3 separate regions of the Sus scrofa genome follow, and regions 2 and 3 are each linked to region 1. The links are chromatin contacts, called in public HiChIP or PLAC-seq and promoter capture Hi-C maps. All regions are on one chromosome and are shown on one strand. The core of a region is the stretch at or near the end of the contact, and the rest is flanking DNA. Distances in the headings are between cores, read along the strand shown.

Region 1 (3,098 bases), core at 294-2,793:
AGGGATCCCTTCTTCATGTCCTCCCATGATGTTGCAGGGAAGGGTCTTCTGTTCTGTGTGGTCGTAACTCGTGCCCACCTTGTCATGGCTTCATCAGAGGTACCTTATCAATCTTTACCACAAGCATGACCGTTAGTTATCAGCTCCAAGAAAAAAAGAACTATGTCTATAACTATACCACACATACCCATATGTTAAAGTTTTAATTTTTATTTATTTTTTTATTTTTTGCTTTCTAGGGTCGCACCCACCACATATGGAGGTTCCCAGGCTAGGGGTCCAGCCAGCCTACGCCACAGCCAGGCCAGATCCTACCGCATCTGCGACCTTCACCACAGCTCATACGTTAACCCACTGATGAGGCCAGGGATCAAACCGGCAACCTCCTGGTTCCTAGTGGGATTCATTTCCGCTGAGCCACGACAGGACCTCCCAAAGTTTTAATTATTAAGTCACTTATTTCATTTAGATATCTACATGTTTAATTATGTAACACACTGGGGAAATATGCCTGTAATATAAATCTAGCCCTTGCCACAGCTATCAGACCAGTAAAACAACAAACAACAAAAACAGGGATATAAATACTTGCTTCCTATTGGAAAACAATTCATAAGAAACTACATTATTTTCAAAATTAAATCATACAGTAAATGAAGTTACTTTCCCCCAATTCTGCAGTTTTCCCAGCTGTTTATTTTTCCTATCTCTAAGTCGAAAGTCTACTTTCTTTCAATCTTCTCGCTGGGTCTGCCATTTCATTGCAAGCAATTTGCATAGTAAAGTGGTAAGCCTGCACAAATCCTCTCCTTTGACGTGATGTTTGTCATTACAACTCTGCGGCAGACTGAGAAGTAAAATACATAAAAGTGTTTGCAGTCACGTGATAATACTAGATCTTCCTCCAGAGTGTAAGCTACGTCCAGCCTGGTTGTTTCCAATCATTTTCCATTATGAAGCCGCCTCCCTTCTAGGGCAGTATCCTGTGCACCAACCAGTGTTAAAACATCAGCTGCTGCCACAAGAGCTGTGGGGCGGAGCCAATAAGCAGGCGTGGGCCGTGCGCGGCACGCCACTTCACACCACGCACGCACACTCGTCGCTGCAGATCCTGTGTCTGTCACAGTAGGGACAGGAACTGTTCAAGAGGAGATGGTTTCTCCTTTCCCTGAGCATCTGGGAAGGGGAAGCTCCGAGGACCCGGTCGCTTGACACCGTTCGCCCGAATGGCCCCACAGGGGTTGGACACGCCGGCCAAGCGGCCAGCTCCCTACAGCTGAAGCCGGTCCCGGCGCCGACACCCTAGGCCGGTCGGGGAGCCGGGTGCCCCGGCCCCAACTGGCGCCTGGGGGCCCTTAGGGACCTAGCCGCCAGTCCCTCCGCCCTTCCGCCGGGTCCTCAGAAACAAACTAGGGGCCCGTACCACCTCATTCCCCGGCGCGCAACCTCTTACCATGCACGAATCCTCCAGGGCAGCTGAGTTGGCCGGCCAGAGAAACCCGTACCCCTGCCGCGGCGGCAGCGGAGGCGGCACCCTGTAGAGGAAGTACGTGGGCCCTGAGGGTGCGTCACTTCCGGCGGGCCATCGGCTGGCCCCGGTGGAGGTGCACCTGAACGGCGCTGACTTCTCAGCGCCGGTAAATGTGGCTAATTGGTAAATGTAGAGCGCCGGGTGTTTGAAGAGCACTGTGTTGGAAGGCGGAGGCGCAAAGATGAAGAGTGCACAATCTGTGCTGTGTGGAACGCACACCATAGTGAGCGAGATGGGTGGGAGGGTTCGTGGGGTGAGGGAGGCCCGAAAGAGCTTTCCTTGACAAGGGATCTTTGTACTGGACTTGAAAAATAAAACAAACATTTCTTTGGAATTGGCGTTGGGAGAGAGTTAGATCTTTTCAAACAGAGGTAAAGTAAACCTATTAGCGCAGTGGCAGTGGATCATTGTTATAGAAATCCGAAAAGGACATTTGGCGCCCTCTTGGATGGAGGATGGAGCCGCTTAGGCCTGCGCAGTGCTAGTTAAGGATGAACCTGAAATAACACCCCGTGAAGCCAAAGATGTTCTCTTTTTAAGAGTGAAACCCAAGTCTCCCAAACAACTCTTTAGCTCAACAACGCCCCCTCCCCGCAACAGCCACCACCAGTATTCCTGCTTGTTGTAAAAATTGGCATCCACTGAGTTCACCAGGGCAACTGCTCCCATCCCCATTGCCATGGTCGATCCATTTTTACCTCTTAAGTATCTGTCTACTTCATCACTAATACTACTACTCTTGTTCCAACTTTCATCATGTCCTATCTGAATTACTGGCGGCTGATCTGGGCATCTGTTCTTGCTCCACTCCCTCGAATTCATTTTCCAAGCCTTAGCAAGGCAAGCTTTTGAAATGTAAACCAGATTGTTGCTCCCCTGATTTAAACCTTTCCATAGTTTCCCATTGTTTTTGTTTTGTTTTTGTCTTCTTAGGGCCGCACCCGCAGAGTATGGAAGTTCCCAGGCTAGGGGATCACAGCCAAGCCAGATCCAAGCTGCATCTGCAACCTACCCCACAGCACAATACCAGATCCTTAACCCACTGAGGGAGGCCAGGGACCAAACCTACCTCCTCATGTATGCTAGTCAGGTTCCTTACCACTGAGCCACAAGAGGAACACCAGTTTCCCATCGTTCTTAGGAAGAACTTCAAACTCATAAACAAGACGTTAAGTGTCTGCCTACTTCTCTAGCCTCACCCTGCACAAGCTCCCCCTTTTTCCTGAGCTCCCTGCATGGGACTCTTTGCTCCTCAGTTTCTCAAATGCCACGTGCATCTTTCTGTCTCTACCTTTAAGCATGCTGTTCACTTTGTATGCTTCTCCTCCTATTTTTCTTCCAATTAACATCTCCTCACCCTTCAAGGATTTTTTAACATTTAATTCTCAAGTAAGCTTTCCAAAGCTCCTTTCCCCAAACTGGGCCAATCCCTAGTGCTCACTCATAGCAGTCTATATTTCCTTATGGTGTTTTTCAAATTTATAATTGCATAATGCATTTTGTAATAAGTTATTGTATCCCCGTTGCCTGATATGTAGTTGATGCTCCTATGTTTTGCTAACTAAAT
Region 2 (3,098 bases), core at 420-2,919, 840 kb before region 1:
TCAATAAATAACACAAGTTATCCAATCTGAGCAGGATGAAGATCATAATTAACTTCTCTTTCACATCCTACGTTTCTGAGTAAATCCTGTTGGCTCTACCATCAAACTACATCCAATTCAACATTTCTTACCACCTTGGACTGAGTCCAAGCCATCATCACCTCTCAAGTGAACTATCAAAACACCCTCCCAACTGGACTCAAAGATTCATCTCTTCGTTTTTTCCTCCTCACAAAAGCCAGAGTGAGCCTAGAAAAATATAAATCCTATCTTGTTACTCCCCAGCTGAAAACTTTCCAAAGTTTTCAAACTTTTCAAAATCACAGGATGAGTAAACAAAGTCATGGTCTACATGGTTTACCATGGTCTACAGGCTCCATGTCTCTAGGCACCCCTCAGACCTCATCTAATGCCACACTACTCCTCATGCAGCTCCTCCACCCCTATCCTTCAGTTCAGCCCATGCTACTTATGAGAACACCTCTTCTTGGAAGGCTTTACCCATATGCTTGTCTGAATGGCTCCCTCTCTTTAGGATCTCAGCTCAAATATAAACTCTCCAGAGACACCTTCTTTTTAAAAAAAAATATTTGTATTTTTTCCATTATAGCTGGATTACAATGTTCGGTCAATTTTCTACTCTACAGCAAAGTGACCCAGTCACACATATATACATTCTTTTTCTCACATTATCCGCCATCATGTTCCATCATTAAGTGACTAAATACAGATCTCAGCGCTCTACAGCAAAATACTTCCTAACGCCACCCTATCCAGAGTAGCCACCCCCCACTCCAAGTCACTAACACCAAACCAACTGTGTTTTCTCAGGAGCTTGTCATACTTAAAATTATCTTTTGACGTTTAAATACTTTTATTTTCTACTTTCTCGTACCTAAAATATAGATTTTTATAAAAACAGAAACCTTCACTCTCGAAAATTGTATCCCCTGTTGCAGCCCTAGTGCCTAGAACAGAGCCCAGAACAGGGAAGACATTTTTAAAAAGTAATTATGAAATGAACTAACATCCCAGAAAACTTATCTATTTAATTTTCCAGGAGAAACTGGGGTTTAAAGAATTAAATGAATCACCCAAGGTCGCACAGTCAAAGTAGCAGCTTTGGAATTTAAGGCGCGATCTCGCATTAAAGCGTGGGTCTATATACAGTACGGCATGTTGCTTTACTAAAGTTTTTTTCAATGTACTGTGTTTCTTGTCAGTAGCAGTTAAGGCTCCGAAGTCTAATTTTACACAACATAAACACAATGCCCCACTCCACCACACGTACACACAGGAGCAAGATTTCTTCTTCCGACTTCAGCTCCACTGAACCTGCAGCGGGGGGGTTTGCCCAGAGCGCCTGCGCTGTGGGAAGGGCTTGGGCAAAGGCTTCTGGGATTGGTAGTCCTCGTCCCTTCTGCCCGCCGCATTCTCGTTAAAAAGAAATAAACCACGGTGAAAATTGGATACATCTGAATTGCACACAAATTAAATAAGACGCAGATTCTGGAAAGTGGTGCAGGCTTGTAGATTTCTACCGAGAGGCGGCTACCGGACCAGGCTCTGCGCAGACAGCCGCAGGGTCCTCGGATGGGCGGGGCTTGATCGCGGGGGTTTGTGGTTCCTTCCTGTCTTACTTCTCTCTTTTGCTCAGGCCCGTGGCGCCGGCAGGATGGGTGAGCTGTCGGGGGCTGTGCTGAGGGCGGCCGCACGTGGAACTTAGGGTTTCGGGAGGACAAGTGGGCAGATAGGAGCAGAGGGGTGAGGGAGAGCCACGGGGACGACCGATGATGAGAGCCGGGGTAGCGCGACTGCCGCTGGCACATGGCCCGGCGGGAACGGGCCCATGCGGCGCGGAGGCCGCGGAGCCAGAATCGCTGAGGGACGCAGGGGGCCCGCCGCCGCTTCCCCTGAGAATTGCCGAGGGTTCTCATTCTTTGGGGAAAGCAGAGCCGTTGGAGCGCTTGTGTCCCTGGTCCAAGGGGGACCTTGAGGCTCGGGCCATGAGCGTGATGTCAGAGTCTATCGGTCTGTAGTCAAGGTGAGACTAGGATCTGAAAAGATGTAAAATGTGATTAGGTGTATATTGTGCAGAACTAAGGTGATTTCGATTTTTAGGCAAGTGTCGCGGTCTTCGTACTGCCAGGAAGCTCCGTAGCCACCGACGGGACCAGAAGTGGCACGATAAACAGTACAAGAAAGCCCATTTGGGCACAGCCCTGAAGGCCAACCCTTTCGGAGGCGCTTCTCATGCCAAGGGAATTGTGCTTGAAAAAGTGTAAGTACATTGTTGCGTCCTTCAGGATTTGAGTAGGGTAACTCGAGAAAAATGCCCTTAAGGTTGGCTGTAAACCCTTGGTCTTTATGTAGCCGCAGTTGTTGGAAAGTTAAATAACCTCCAGAGGTTTCCAAACTTTAACATTGTTTCGAAGGAATTGTGGCATTGGAGTGGAAAAAGTAACAGTAATGAAATAATGGACATTAAAAGAGCGTATATGTGTGGAAACTGTTCTAAGAAAGTCGCACCCATCAACTATTTCATCTTTGCAGTCAATCACGTCTTTGCTCTTGAGAAAACAAATGTAGAGTATGCTGCATCTATTTACCAGTACTCAATTGTTTTTTGATTTTATAAAATGGCAATTGTAATTTTGTGGGTGTCTCAAGTTTAGTGGCAGTGAGGATCTGAATCCAGGCTTTATAGCTCTAGTTCTTCCTTCATATTTTACAGCTATAAAGAGGCCAGAAGTTTCTCCCATTGGTCTCATTAAACTAAGACTGAGAAAAGCTTGGTGGAAATTTAGCAATTTAGAATTAGGTCAAAAAGGTAGGAATATTGTGGGTTTTTTTTTTTTAATGAATTAAAATATGTGCCTTTTCAGAAAGTCAGCTCACTCCATTAATGCTGTTTATGTTTCAGAGGGGTTGAAGCCAAACAGCCAAATTCTGCCATCAGGAAGTGTGTCAGGGTTCAGCTAATCAAGAATGGGAAAAAAATTACAGCCTTTGTACCCAATGATGGTTGTTTGAACTTCATTGAGGTGAGTGTTGTCTGTTAGCTTCTATTCCTGGGGTGGTTCCCCCCAGTTGCTTAT
Region 3 (3,098 bases), core at 211-2,710, 600 kb before region 1:
GCCACAACTCAGGATCCTAACCCACTGAGTGAGGCCAGGGATAGAACCGCATCCTCATGGGTACTAGTCGGGTTGGTTTCTGCTAAGCCACAAAGAGAACTCAGGCTTCAAACATAAATAATCAAACTGAGCCCAGGCTTAAGAAAACTACTTATAAACTTTACCCTATTTGTTTTTCCTAAGGCGTTGCTTATCTTTCTCAGAAACTTGAAAGCATTATCTTCTAACATTCTATACCCAGTGAATCCAGTTTAAAACTAGGGAAAATTGTTTCTACTAGTTTCAATTAAATTACCAACAATTTTCAAACCTTGTAATAGCAAGACTCTAATTTGCATTTCTCAGTACTCAACATTTATTTTTTTGGCCAAGTTTTCACTTTGTAAAAGTCTCTTCCTGTCCACATTTGACCCTTCAAAAGCAAGAAGGAAGGTTTCTATGTGGGATCCTAATAACGTAACTGAGTACTACAAAGGGCCTGCCTATGTTTTCCAATTCTGAAAAGTATAAACTGAGGTTTTGCCACTAAAGACTGGAGGTCATTGGCAAGTACAGTTTTTGAAAAGCTATAAACATGATTCATACAAAGTGAGCCTGTGGCAAGAATTTACTGAACTCATAATGAAGGAGCAAGATGAATGGTAAAAATTATAAAAATCTTGGAAATAGAGTAATAAAACTACAACCTTCAGTAGTATTTTTTTTTTCTCCCAGTCAGAAATTGCATCTCCATTAGACAGAAAAATGTAACTGCAAAGCCTGGGCCCTACTCAATACTGTCAGGCAAAAGTATAGTCTTCTAATAATTACTTGATTCAGGCAAGCCTGTTAGACAAGGCTCTATTTTGACTTTGAAACAACATGTAGCTATCCTTTTGCATTTTCAGAGATGAGATGTTTATAATTTTCACAATGGTGAAAACTTTTCATCACAAAAGTTTGTTTTCATAAATAAGTTAACTGCCCCCCTTTCCCCCTCTTTCATGATTTCTGATACTATGAGTAGATAGGTTATTTGGAATTAAAAACTCCTGCTACTTAATAAACCTAAAACTTCAAATTAAGTGGGACTTGACCATTGGAATCGCCAGAAACTTAATACACTTTCAAGGTTTCGAGGCAAAAACTCTCTATCCCGGTACAGGATTCAAACACAGTACTGTAACTACCTAAGTCAGGGTAAGGTGACCATAGCTGCCCAGGAGCGCTGTCACACCAGCACTAGCGGCTCGCCCCCACGCCGCAACTCCAGCGCGACCCGGCCTTCATTTCACTGACCGAAGCCCCGCTTCCTCGGTCTTTTGTTCAGAGTTGGATTGTTTCCCGCCCACCCGTACCCGTCTTTCCTCTCTATCCTAGGAATGGGGTTAGGACCGTGAGGGAAACAGAGCCGGGAACAGGCGAGCAGCAAAAGCCTGTGGAAATACTCACCCCGCTCCACTCGGCCCCTGACCCCGGTCGCCCAGCCCAGCGGGGGCGGAGCGACGGGGCTGGGGGAGGGGAACCGGGGAGAAGGACCTGACGCTGTGCGAGGTACGGCCCAGTCAGCGGTCCCAGAAAAAAGAGTAATGGGCCTGGGGGGGTCAAAAGGACGGAGGTAGAAGAGCAGAGCCAGCAGCTGGGACGCCCACCACTAACAGGTCCTACACGTCCCTTAGCCGCCATCACCGAAGGCGACCCACTCAGAGCATGCGCAATGCACATCCCGCGCACCCTGAAACACAGCTCGCGCGGGCGGCTGACGTCGTGAGCTGCGTGCATTGGGCAGGGGCCAGGGGGCGTGACCTCCCTGAAGTATGCGACGGCCTCCCCCGAGGCCCCGCCCAGCAGTTTGCGGACCCAAGGGCCAGGCGGCGACTGTTTCCTCGGCACAGCACAAAGACGGCTCGTGAAGAGAGGTGCGGGCAGGTAGCTGAAGTCTGGGGGAGGGCGGTGCTGGCGGCTTCAAGAGCCTCTGCACACGCCCCTCCAACGAACAGCCAAATGTCTGGAAAATAAAAGGATGACCAGTGGAGAAAGGTAGGGCAAAAACAACGGAACTGAACAATTCCGTGCCCCTAGAATCTTCCTGAGAGGTTGGAGAACCGTGCCGGCTCTCACAACGCACACTGCAAAACTACTGTAAACACATTAAGCACAAGCACGACCCCTTTTAAAACTTAAGGACCGAGATGGAAGTTAGGGATTCGTAAATTGACAGTAGTACTGTCTGTGGCACAAACTCAGGGCAAGGGGAGGGAAATCTAGCAGCAGAATTAATTGGAGAGAAAGGTAAGGTAAAGGAAAGACAAGAAAAGCGTAGGAATAACAAGGGTAATCCAACTGAAATACTGAAAATGCAACGGCAGACATCTGAGGGAAAATAAGCATCTGCTCCTTTTAACACAACGGAATTAAATTTGTGTGAAAAGAAAGGAGTAAACACAGGCAAAGAAGTGAAAGGAAAACCTGCTTCAAACATACAGGGCATAGTTTTGATCTTGCACGACGGTTGTGTAAGATATCACCGTTGAAGAAAGGTGATTGGGTACACAGGACTCTGTACTATTTTTGCAATTTCCTGTTTGCCTATCATTACTGCGAAATAAAAAGGTCTTAAAAAGTGAAAGAACACTGATCAGTGGTGACCACGGCAAGGGAATGACTAACAAGGGGCTAAAGGGAATTTGGGAAGATGATGGAACTGTTCTGTATCTTTGTTTGCCAAATCTTGTAAAAAGAATAGATTTTACTGCAGGTGAAATAGTTTAAAACTCAATTTAAAAAAGGATACTGCTAACTGGGAGTTCCCGTCGTGGCTCAGTGGTTAATGAATCTGACTAGGAACCATGAGGTTGCAGGTTCGATCCCTGGCCTTGCTCAGTGGGTTAAGGATCCGGTGTTGCTGTGAGCTGTGGTGTAGATTGCGGACGTGGCTCAGATCCCGCGTTGCTGTGGCTCTGGTGTAGGCCGGTAGCTACAGCTCCAATTCGACCCCTAGCCTGGGAACCTCCATATGCCGTGGGAGCGGCCCAAGAAATGGTAAAAAAGACAATAAATAAATAAATAAAAGAAGATACTGCTAATAAAGATGAATGTCCTAATATGTTTGCACAACT

What was found. Promoter capture Hi-C pulls out the DNA fragments that hold promoters and counts their contacts. HiChIP or PLAC-seq counts read pairs in DNA pulled down with a chosen protein or histone mark.
Region 2: an H3K27ac HiChIP or PLAC-seq map of alveolar macrophages shows a contact between it and region 1. The contact joins the promoter of RPS23 here to the promoter of ZCCHC9 in region 1. A contact is called at or near these places in 1 of 5 promoter capture datasets (liver), 2 of 47 Hi-C or Micro-C datasets (heart right ventricle and liver) and 2 of 2 datasets of contacts at active chromatin or transcription factors (alveolar macrophages and skeletal muscle).
Region 3: a contact with region 1 is called in a promoter capture Hi-C map of liver, with 6 times the contacts expected there. The contact joins the promoter of ATG10 here to the promoter of ZCCHC9 in region 1. A contact is called at or near these places in 2 of 5 promoter capture datasets (fetal liver and liver) and 2 of 2 datasets of contacts at active chromatin or transcription factors (alveolar macrophages and skeletal muscle).

What each region holds. Positions count from the first base shown.
Region 1 is chr2:89,838,457-89,841,554 of Sscrofa11.1, reverse strand. It overlaps ZCCHC9 (zinc finger CCHC-type containing 9), which reads right to left and starts at 1,543. Exons shown (of 7, transcript NM_001244220.1): 1 at 1,454-1,543; 2 at 1-112. The coding sequence starts at 86.
Region 2 is chr2:90,679,252-90,682,349 of Sscrofa11.1, reverse strand. RPS23 (ribosomal protein S23) reads left to right here and starts at 1,669. Exons shown (of 4, transcript NM_213764.1): 1 at 1,669-1,679; 2 at 2,122-2,281; 3 at 2,924-3,044. The coding sequence starts at 1,676. ATP6AP1L (V-type proton ATPase subunit S1-like protein) reads right to left here and starts at 1,368. Exons shown (of 11, transcript XR_002341797.1): 1 at 1,296-1,368.
Region 3 is chr2:90,435,389-90,438,486 of Sscrofa11.1, reverse strand. It overlaps ATG10 (autophagy related 10), which reads right to left and starts at 1,460. Exons shown (of 5, transcript NM_001190281.1): 1 at 1,432-1,460. It overlaps LOC110259416 (a long non-coding RNA gene), which reads left to right and starts at 1,773. Exons shown (of 4, transcript XR_002341795.1): 1 at 1,773-2,019.